Linked DNA regions of Ovis aries: region 1 is linked to region 2. Evidence: chromatin contacts called from public Hi-C data. All regions are on one chromosome and are shown on one strand. Each heading gives the region's core, a stretch centred on a gene start, on an enhancer-like site or on the middle of the called end of the contact. The rest is flanking DNA. Distances are from core to core; before and after follow the strand shown.

What was found. A called contact is a pair of places that touch in the nucleus more often than the background predicts.
Region 1: a Hi-C map of hypothalamus shows a contact between it and region 2, with 10 times the contacts expected there. The contact joins the promoter of SOX2 here to the enhancer-like site in region 2. A contact is called at or near these places in 9 of 16 Hi-C or Micro-C datasets (hypothalamus, liver, mixed tissues and 4 more).

The regions. Positions count from the first base shown.
Region 1 is chr1:206,122,664-206,127,304 of ARS-UI_Ramb_v3.0, reverse strand. SOX2 (SRY-box transcription factor 2) reads left to right here and starts at 3,352. Exons shown (of 1, transcript NM_001318074.1): 1 at 3,352-4,387. The coding sequence starts at 3,352. The coding sequence ends at 4,314. The region is part of intron 1 of LOC105603076 (a long non-coding RNA gene); the gene reads left to right.
Region 2 is chr1:205,202,734-205,207,633 of ARS-UI_Ramb_v3.0, reverse strand. No RefSeq gene overlaps it. Among named protein-coding and RNA genes, the nearest start is that of TRNAS-GGA, 96 kb to the right of the region's middle. Within about 2 kb of position 1,468, at least 6 of the 54 cell types and tissues checked have an H3K27ac peak or open chromatin away from gene starts, as enhancers often do. A contact at or near this core is called in hypothalamus, where this site is marked.

The DNA of each region.
Region 1 (4,641 bases), core at 2,103-4,602, 920 kb before region 2:
AACCTCTTAAATGCGTTATTATAGAGTTCAGGCACAAACACATGCATCTGAGAATGTATAAAAGCTTTTATATATCATACCAAGGAAAAATTTGTGCCTCTTACTACTACCCTTGAGAGAGATTAATAACATTTGCTTCTATAACCATCCATTATTAGTATTTATTTTAATACATATACACCATTATCCACATCAACCCCTTGTATTTTTTTTCTTCAAACTTAATTATCCATAACCTTTTTTTTTTTTTTTTTTTAGTTTTCCAATAATGCTATTAAGCGCAGACCAATGCATACACAATCATAAAGTGAATGCTTGGTCTGCCCTGCATGGCGTCTGGACAATCACAATTCATTCATATGTTGAATCTCATAATTTGTACCTATTTTTTTCCCTGGTTTAACCTCCCACTTATCTCGAGGTTATATGTACATTTCTAAGCTAAGCAAATTAAATCCGATTCTTGTGATTTGGTTCCATAGCTTATACGACATGTTAACTTTTCTTTTGTTTAGATTACGTGCAATTAGTTTGCTCTCACTCCCATCCCCCTCATTTTTTTTTCTTTATTTCCAAACACCTTATTTTAAAGGTAAAAGCAATAGTCTTGGAAAAGCGAATCCACCAGTAGGGGGCGCAGCAGCCACATCCCTGAAACCAGACGCGCTGAAAAGCCGGTGGCCGCCTTCTGTTACCCAGATCCTCTCAACCTTTTCTCTTTCCTAATTCCAGGTCTCTGTTTAGCTTAATATTACACCTCGAATAAACAGAAAATCTTTAAAGACTTTAAAACAGAAGGTTCTTCTTTGTTTTGAAGAGTTAGTGTGTATGTTTTCGAACTAGCATCATCCTTCCCGGATTCCTGATAACTAAAACTAATCATAACTTAAGTGCTAATAAGATAAACTGCAAGGGTAGGAGAGGCTGATTGGAATAATAATTTACTAAGAAAAGTCTGCAACTTTTCCACAACTTTTCTGGGTTTCCAGTGAGCAGACTTGAGTTTGACTAGAACAGAAAAGCCTGGGAAGGCAGGGATCGGGAAGCTGGAGCGGGGGGTGGGGGTGGGGGGTAGGTTATGGGAAGAAGGTTAGTAAGGAACAAAACAATGCACAGTTTTGTAAAGATAATAAATGGAACGTGGCCGACAGATACTATTCAGTACATTTTCTTTGGGTGAGTAAGGGTAGATCAGGGGAGGAGGGAGGCGGAGAGAGTGTTATAAGAAGAAAGAAAATAAGTAACCCTGATGGTTTAAGCCCTTTATAAAAAAGAAATGGCATCAGGTTTTTTTGTTGTTTTTTTTTTCATCTCCTCCCGCCGCCCCCCCCCCGCCCCCCCGCTTTGTAGTCAAGTGCATTTTAGCCACAAAGATCCCAACAAGAGAGTGGAAGGAAACTTAGACGGGGCTTTGTTTGACTCCGTGTAGCGACAACAAGAGAAACAAAACTACCTATTTGTAACGGACGTGCTGCCATTGCTCTGCGCATTGAGCGCCTACCTATTGAAATCTTTACGTCGGGACAATGGGAGAGCGGCTAAAATTACCCTCTTGGGTCCTGGGAGGGCAGGATTCCTGAGCCCCTACTCCCGCCCCCAATCCCATCCTCCTCCAGCCCGGGCCTGGCCGGGTTCGCTCCCTTCTCCAGACCAGGTCGCCTTCCTCTTGCCTTGCCTGGCCTGCACCTGTGCCTGGACAGCACCACCCCCGCCTCCCAGGCCCAGAACCCCCTTCGAGGGCAGCCCAGACCTAGGCTGCCGGGGCGATGCGGCCACCGCGGTAGAAGTCAGTGGGGGAAATGCCAGGGCTTGTTCTGCGGGAGTCCTGGGAACTCTGCGTGGGAGGGAATTTGTGAGTGCGGTTCAAAAGCCACCTCCAAGCAGTGCCGGGGGATGCCAGGAAGTTGAGACTACCCTCCCCCATAGGCTGCACTTCTCAGGGCCCTTCTGTTGATCTTTTTCTTCCCCCCAGCCCCCCTTTGGAACCCGGCTCCACTGAGATCCCTCTTTGGGGCAGGGGAGGGGTGGGGGCGGGGAGCTCAGGAGAATGGGGAGAGAGGACGAGCGTCCCCTTTTGCACGGACTGAGTGGAGGAAGATGGGTGGGAGCTGTGGCTAGGGTGAGGACCAGCCTGTGGTTTCCTGCCCCGCGGGCTGAGCTGGGCCGGGAAGAGGGTGGATTCGGCTGCTCACACAGGCCTGGTCTGACCTCAGCTCTGGAGGCAGCCGCACAGTCGGAGCAGGCTTTATTTTAAAAAAAGAGAGAGAGAGCACATTACGTGGAAGCAAGAAGATTTTGAGGACAGAACTTCTTGTCGGGACAGTGTGAGAAGGGGGCGAGCGAGTGTCGGTGCCCGTGGAGCGAGCAGGGCGAGCGGAGAAGCCAGCTTAGGGAGAAGCGCTGGAGCGGCTGGAGTTGGGGGAAGTGTGCGGAGGAGCGGGAGAACAATGACACACCAACTCCAGCACGGCTGATTTCCCGAAATATTACTGGGACAGTCTCACTGAGCCACCTTCTCTGCCTTGCCCCCACCCCCACCTCAGCTTCTCGCGCCCTCCTCCTCATTTCAGCAGCCCGCACCAAAGAGTAAATTCAAGATTAAGTTTGAAGAAGAAAATATCGTAGTCTTAGGGCTGTTTACCCACTTCCTCCGAAAAGGCGTGTGGTGTGACCTGTTGCTGCGAGAGGGGATACAAAGGTTTCTCAGTGGCTGGCAGGCAGGCTGTGGGAGCCGCCTCCCCCTCCCTCCCCCCCGCGCCTTCCCCCCGCCTCCCCCGCGCGGCCGGCGGCGCGGCAGGCCCCGCCCCCTTTCATGCAAAACCCGCCGGCAAGGCTGGGCTCGAGTGGAGGAGCCGCCGCGCGCTGATTGGTCGCTGGAAACCCATTTATTCCCTGACAGCCCCCGTCACATGGATGGTTGTCTATTAACTTGTTCAAAAAAGTATCAGGAGTTGTCAAGGCAGAGAAGAGAGTGTTTGCAAAAGGGGGAAAGTAGTTTGCTGCCTCTTTAAGACTAGGACTGAGAGAAAGAAGAAGAGAGAGAAAGAAAGGGAGAGAAGTTTGAGCCCCAGGCTTAAGCCTTTCCAAAAAATAATAATAACAATCATCGGCGGCGGCTGGATCGGCCAGAAGAGGAGGGAAGCGCTTTTTGATCCTGATTCCAGTTTGCCTCTCTCTTTCTTTTCTTCCCCCAAATTATTCTTCGCCTGATTTTCCTCGCGGAGCCCTGCGCTCCCGGCACCCCCGCCCGCCTCCCCTCCTCCTCTCCCCCCCGCCCGCGGGCCCCCCAAAGTCCCGGCCGGGCCGAGGGTCGGCGGCCGCCGGCGGGCCGGGCCCGCGCACAGCGCCCGCATGTACAACATGATGGAGACGGAGCTGAAGCCGCCGGGCCCGCAGCAAACTTCGGGGGGCGGCGGCGGCGGCGGCGGCAACTCCACCGCGGCGGCGGCGGGCGGCAACCAGAAGAACAGCCCGGACCGAGTCAAGCGGCCCATGAACGCCTTCATGGTGTGGTCCCGCGGGCAGCGGCGCAAGATGGCCCAAGAGAATCCTAAGATGCACAACTCGGAGATCAGCAAGCGCTTGGGCGCCGAGTGGAAACTTTTGTCCGAGACAGAGAAGCGGCCGTTCATCGACGAGGCCAAGCGGCTGCGAGCGCTGCACATGAAGGAGCACCCGGATTATAAATACCGGCCCCGGCGGAAAACCAAGACGCTCATGAAGAAGGATAAGTACACACTGCCGGGAGGGCTGCTCGCCCCGGGCGGCAACAGCATGGCGAGCGGGGTCGGGGTGGGCGCCGGCCTCGGCGCGGGCGTGAACCAGCGCATGGACAGCTACGCGCACATGAACGGCTGGAGCAACGGCAGCTACAGCATGATGCAGGACCAGCTGGGCTACCCGCAGCACCCGGGCCTCAACGCGCACGGCGCCGCTCAGATGCAGCCCATGCACCGCTACGACGTGAGCGCCCTGCAGTACAACTCTATGACCAGCTCGCAGACCTACATGAACGGCTCGCCCACCTACAGCATGTCCTATTCTCAGCAGGGCACCCCTGGCATGGCGCTTGGCTCCATGGGCTCGGTGGTGAAGTCCGAGGCCAGCTCCAGCCCCCCTGTGGTTACCTCTTCTTCCCACTCCAGGGCGCCCTGCCAAGCCGGGGACCTCCGGGACATGATCAGCATGTACCTCCCCGGCGCCGAGGTGCCGGAGCCCGCCGCCCCCAGCAGACTTCACATGTCCCAGCACTACCAGAGCGGCCCGGTGCCCGGCACGGCCATTAACGGCACACTGCCCCTCTCGCACATGTGAGGGCCGGACGGTGAACTGGAAGGGGCGGGGGAGACATTTTCAAAGAAAAAGAGGGAAATGGAGGACAGCAAGAAACAGCATGGAGAAAAACCCGGTACGCTCAAAAAAAAAGAAAAAAATCATCCACAGCAAATGACAGCTGCAAAAGAAAACGCCAGTCCCATCTACACTCACGCAAAAACCGCGATGCCGGCAAGAAAACTTTTATGAGAGATCCTGGACTTCTTTTGGGGGGACTATTTTTGTACAGAGAAAACCTGGGGTGGGCAGGTGGGGAGGGCGAGGGAATGGACCTTGTATAGATCTGGAGGAAAGAAAACTACGCAA
Region 2 (4,900 bases), core at 219-2,718:
GCTGCTGTTATCTGCTCTGCTGCCCAAACCTCTTCACGCAACTGCTGATTACACAGTGTTGGTTCCACATAAAGAATTTTCTGGAAGAAGCCCCATTTCAGAGAGGGGTGCTGAGCATTTAACAGTGCTTTGCTAACAATCATTAAAGTTATTACTGTTAGTTAAATAAAGTGGGTTTAAATATGAGGAAAACATTGTGGTAACTACTGTTCACAACATATAAAAATCCTCTCCTACCAAGCACAGAAGAGTTTGCCTGTTCGTTTTAAATCTGCCTGATTCCTGTTTTAGGGGGCTTTGTGACAGTCCTCCAAAAGTTAACTGCCAAAACTGTGACTATATTTAGTTGTTTATTACACACCAACTCAAGGTAGTACATTCTGGTAGACACACAGAAAAGCAAATTGAAGCTCATTAGCAAAGGAGGCCAGCAAAGCTTTAGGAAAATTGTGAACTGGGAAGTATTTGTTAGAGAGTTTTGGTCGCTTTTGAAGACAAAAATAATCTAAGCCCTAAACAAGCAGTATAAATGAGTTAATTTTCAAGTTGTAATGGCCAATGAAGAGGTGATGATAAATTTTAAAAGACCCCAAACTCCAAGGAAATGGCTGTAATCTTTGATGTCTTGACCCTTTGGTTTCATATGGTTGACATACTTCCCCTGGCTAATAGCCTGGAAATGCAAGGGAAGAAAATCATTTTGAATTTTGTTTCTATCCAAAAGTTACATGTGCCATTTTGGAACCATCACAACTTTCACCTGAGTGGTATTCAGAAAAATGACAGCTTATGCTGAGTATCTGGCAATACAGCAATGCAGAAATGGGATCAAAATTAACCTGGAAGATCAGGAAGGCGTCTGCAAACTCCATATCCAAATGAACACAGTGCATTTGGTCTCTTCTCTGCAGTGATTAATTTTTATGAGATTTGAAGGTCCAGCTGAAGCTTAGCCTAGAAACTGTTTAAACTGCTTATTAGTGGTCTGTGCCCTCATTAACTATCATTGAAGATAGGGAAACGGACCTTTAAGAGCACCTACTCGACATTCAGAGCCACATTTTTCTTTTATCCTTTGGTTTGGTGAAGGCCTGGGAGGGGAAGCAGGTCCCGCCTTCCTTCATTTCTTGGAATAGTAATAGAAACTAGCTGCATAATGCACTTAAAAACAGTTTAAAAAATAGTTTGGAATTTATCCCGCAAAGTCACAAAACTGTAGATGACAATTGTCTCTTAATTGTACCTCAAAGATTGGTCTTTGAGGCAGTTCATTTATATTTTCTTTACCAATACACTCCTTCCAGGCACCCATCTCCATCACCACCACCACACTACCCCAAATAAATACACTACTTTTGAATCTGAGTTCGCAGAGTTGGACTCAAGTGAGCGCCTGAGAACACACGCACTTTCGAATTAAGGTTTGTGGAAAGGCCTTGAGTAGGATACATGAGTAAACAGTGTCACCTAGTGGACAGGGAAAGAAGAAAACCAATGAATCGGCACAAATGGAAATTTGGGCCAGCTCTATGCTTTGGGCCGCATTTTCCCCTTACTTTGGCCCTCTGTTATCACCTATGAGCAAACAAAAAAAACTCCCTCTTGGAGACACCAAAAAACCACAAACAAATAAACCAAAACCCCCATAGCTTCCCTTCTCTAGTTCTCTGACTGCCTAATGAAGGTATTACCCAAATAAAAATAACAGCTAGCATTTAATGAGCATTTTCCATGAGTCAGCATTTTGTAGCATGCTCTACCTGGGACCTCTCATATTGTCATCCAAACAGTTCAGTTATTTGTTAAGGAGTTTGGGTGGCTTATTCCAAGGTGATAGAGTCTGACTGTGATAGCCCATACAGTAATGCCCCCTAGTGAGCACCGCACACACACATCCCAAGAGCAAGCAAAGAGATCTTGAAGAGAAAAATGCATGCAATAACACAGTAATTAGATACATAGTAAGTATATACTGTGCCCCCAGACTACTTAGGGGATACAAAAATGAATTTATATGTATCCTGCCCTAGAACAATTTATAGTCTAAAAAGAAAACTTAAATCTATACTTTCAAGTTTACATCATTCAACCTGTCTTCACAGCCCTAAAAAGTAATCATGGCCCTGACTTTAGAAATAAAGTTTTATGATTCATCTAAGTTCACACAGATAAGTTCTTTAGATTTAAAAGCAAGTTCAAAAAAAATAAAAGCAAGTTTATCACTGCATCTCATGCTGCGTCTTTCCCAAATGCAGCTGCTACAGATCCCTGTTTTTATGACAAGGGTGGAGGATGAAAACAGCAGAGAGATGACTCAGGGACTAGTCATCATGGGATCGAGTGTGGAATGTTCTTCTTTGCCTCTACCACTCTTAAACCACCCCCACTCTGAAAAGAATGACCAAAAGATCAAATTTCTCAATAAAGTAAATTAAATCATTTACATTCTGTATACCTCAAAAAATGAGAACTATAAGAGAACTTCCATAATCCAGAAAAGGGCATACACACACAAGAAAACAGAGCTAGCGTTATTGTTAATGGTGAGAGACAGGATACCTCTCCCCTAAGATCATAATAACATGAAGACATCCTCTCTCATCACTCCTTTTCAAAGTCTTAGGTAAAGCAATAACACAAGAAAAATAAATAAAAGATACAGTAATTAGAAAGGGAGAAATACAACCGTCTTTATCTGCAGATGTCATGATTATTAACATTGAGAACTCTTAAGAATCTACAAAAAAATCTGAAACAATAGGTGATTAGCAACGGTGCAGGAAATAAGATCAATACAGAAAAGTCATTGCTTTCCTACATACTGCCATGAACAACTTGGACATGAAATTATGAAACAATACCATTTACAATACTGGCAAGAATAAGAACATCAAAAAACTTGGTGATAAATCTAACAAAATACATATAGAAATTGCATGTGAAAAATTACTTTCAAAGGGGAGGAAAAAACATTCTAGGACATAAAAATAGACTGGGGAATTCTGCCAGAGGTGAGAGTCTAACTTCCAAAATCCCAAGATTAGTAGTCTGTCAGAAGCTCTCTGGTCCCCTTCTCCCCTCTGTGCTCTTCTTACAGAATAAGGAAAACATAATCAGTTGTTGCATACTCAGAATGCCCTAACTCACTTACGAAAGCTAATGAAAATAACAAAGAAGAAAAAAGTAAGGTTTTTCATAAAAAGTCTTAATACTTTCAAATGGCAAAAAGAAGCAAGTACAGCATTTCTTCTGGCTCCAAGGACATGATATTACCTTTCCTAACTTGCCTTCATCAGTTAAGTTTCCAGATCTAAAATCCTTTAAGGATATTTTTAAATCAAAGAGGTCATTTTAACTTACTGAGTGGAGCCGAGAGGCGGAGCCAAGAGATACAGCTGAAGTTTCCTACTTACCTTCGATACAATCAGCACCATGAAGAAAATTCATCATGCCAAGTAAGAACAGGGTGAACTTTGACCTGTATATTGTGTACTCTGTGCGACTCTGTGTCAGGCCCTTTCCAAAGTGCTCTTCACATAGTAACTCATTTAATCCCAAGCAACCCTATGAAGGAGGTACTATTATTATCCCCATCTTATAGCTAAATATAAACTCTGAATTCTTTTAACATTGCAAAGTTTCTCTTCAAAGTTTCACTTTGGGTTTCTTTACATAGCCAACAACCAATAATTTATGTCAACTAAAATACAATTTTGATTCCTTCACAACATTTCAAGAAGCTATTATGTGTAAAATGCAAGATACATTGGTGCTGTGGGGCCCTTGTGTGGTGGTAAGGAGGCAGAAAGGGTGATGAAGTCAAGAGGCATCTCTGTAAACTCAGTGATGTGCTGGTCAGTATTTAACAACCAGCTCTATTTAAGGGCTTCCCTTGTGGCTTAGCTGGTAAAGACTCTGCCTGCAAAGCAGGAGACCTGGGTTCAATCCCTGGGTTGGGAAGATCCCCTGGAGAAGGGAAAGGCTACCCACTCCAGTATTCTGGCCTGGAGAGTTCCATGGACTGTGTAGTCCCTGGAGTTGCAAAGAGTCGGACACAACTGAGAAACTTTCACTTTCTCTACTTAAACAAAAAGGCAATGGAAGAAAACAAATAACAAAGAAAGCCATGATTTGTAGTGTTTGCTCCTTTTTGTGTATAAATACTCTCACCATTGCCGATTATAATACTCAAAAGTTCCTGAAAGTTTAAAAATGGGCTCTCAATCAGCCAGTAGGAGGTGGCTTTAGCACACCACTGCAAAGCTTCATTGAAGACAGCATTCATAACTGTTTTATTCACTCTACCACCTAACACAGTGCCTAATGTCAGTAGACACTCAATAAATATTTGTTGAATGAATGATTTAGTGAACTGATGAGATGCAATCAAGTAATTAGGTAGAAGTAAACTATCTTCTACTGGTTGTATCATAACCAGGACCTCGCTACTTCAGTGACATCATAGTCTCTATTTGTCATGCTTATGATTAGTGCTGCAATTAATTTTGTGGAGGGAAGGGAAGTATTATCTCAACATTGTGCTTTGTTAATCTTAATGGAAGTATTAACAGAGATAAGACTCCTGATTGTGAGTTTTCAAAAGCAGTAAAAAAAGAGACATTTGACTTGTTTTTGTCTGATTTAATCAAATATTACATTACTAAATTTATAATTTTTATTTTTTAATGTTTTATTTTTATGTATTTGCTGGGTCTTTAGTTGCGGCATGCAAACTCTTAGTTGCAACATGTGGGATCCAGTTTCCTCACCAAAGATCAAACCCTGGCCCCCTGCATTGGGAGAGTGGAGTCTTAGCCAGGAACACCAGGAAGTCTCTATAATTTTTAAATTATTTTACTTAAACTTCTGTAAGAAAAAACAGCAGTGTTATATAAATCCG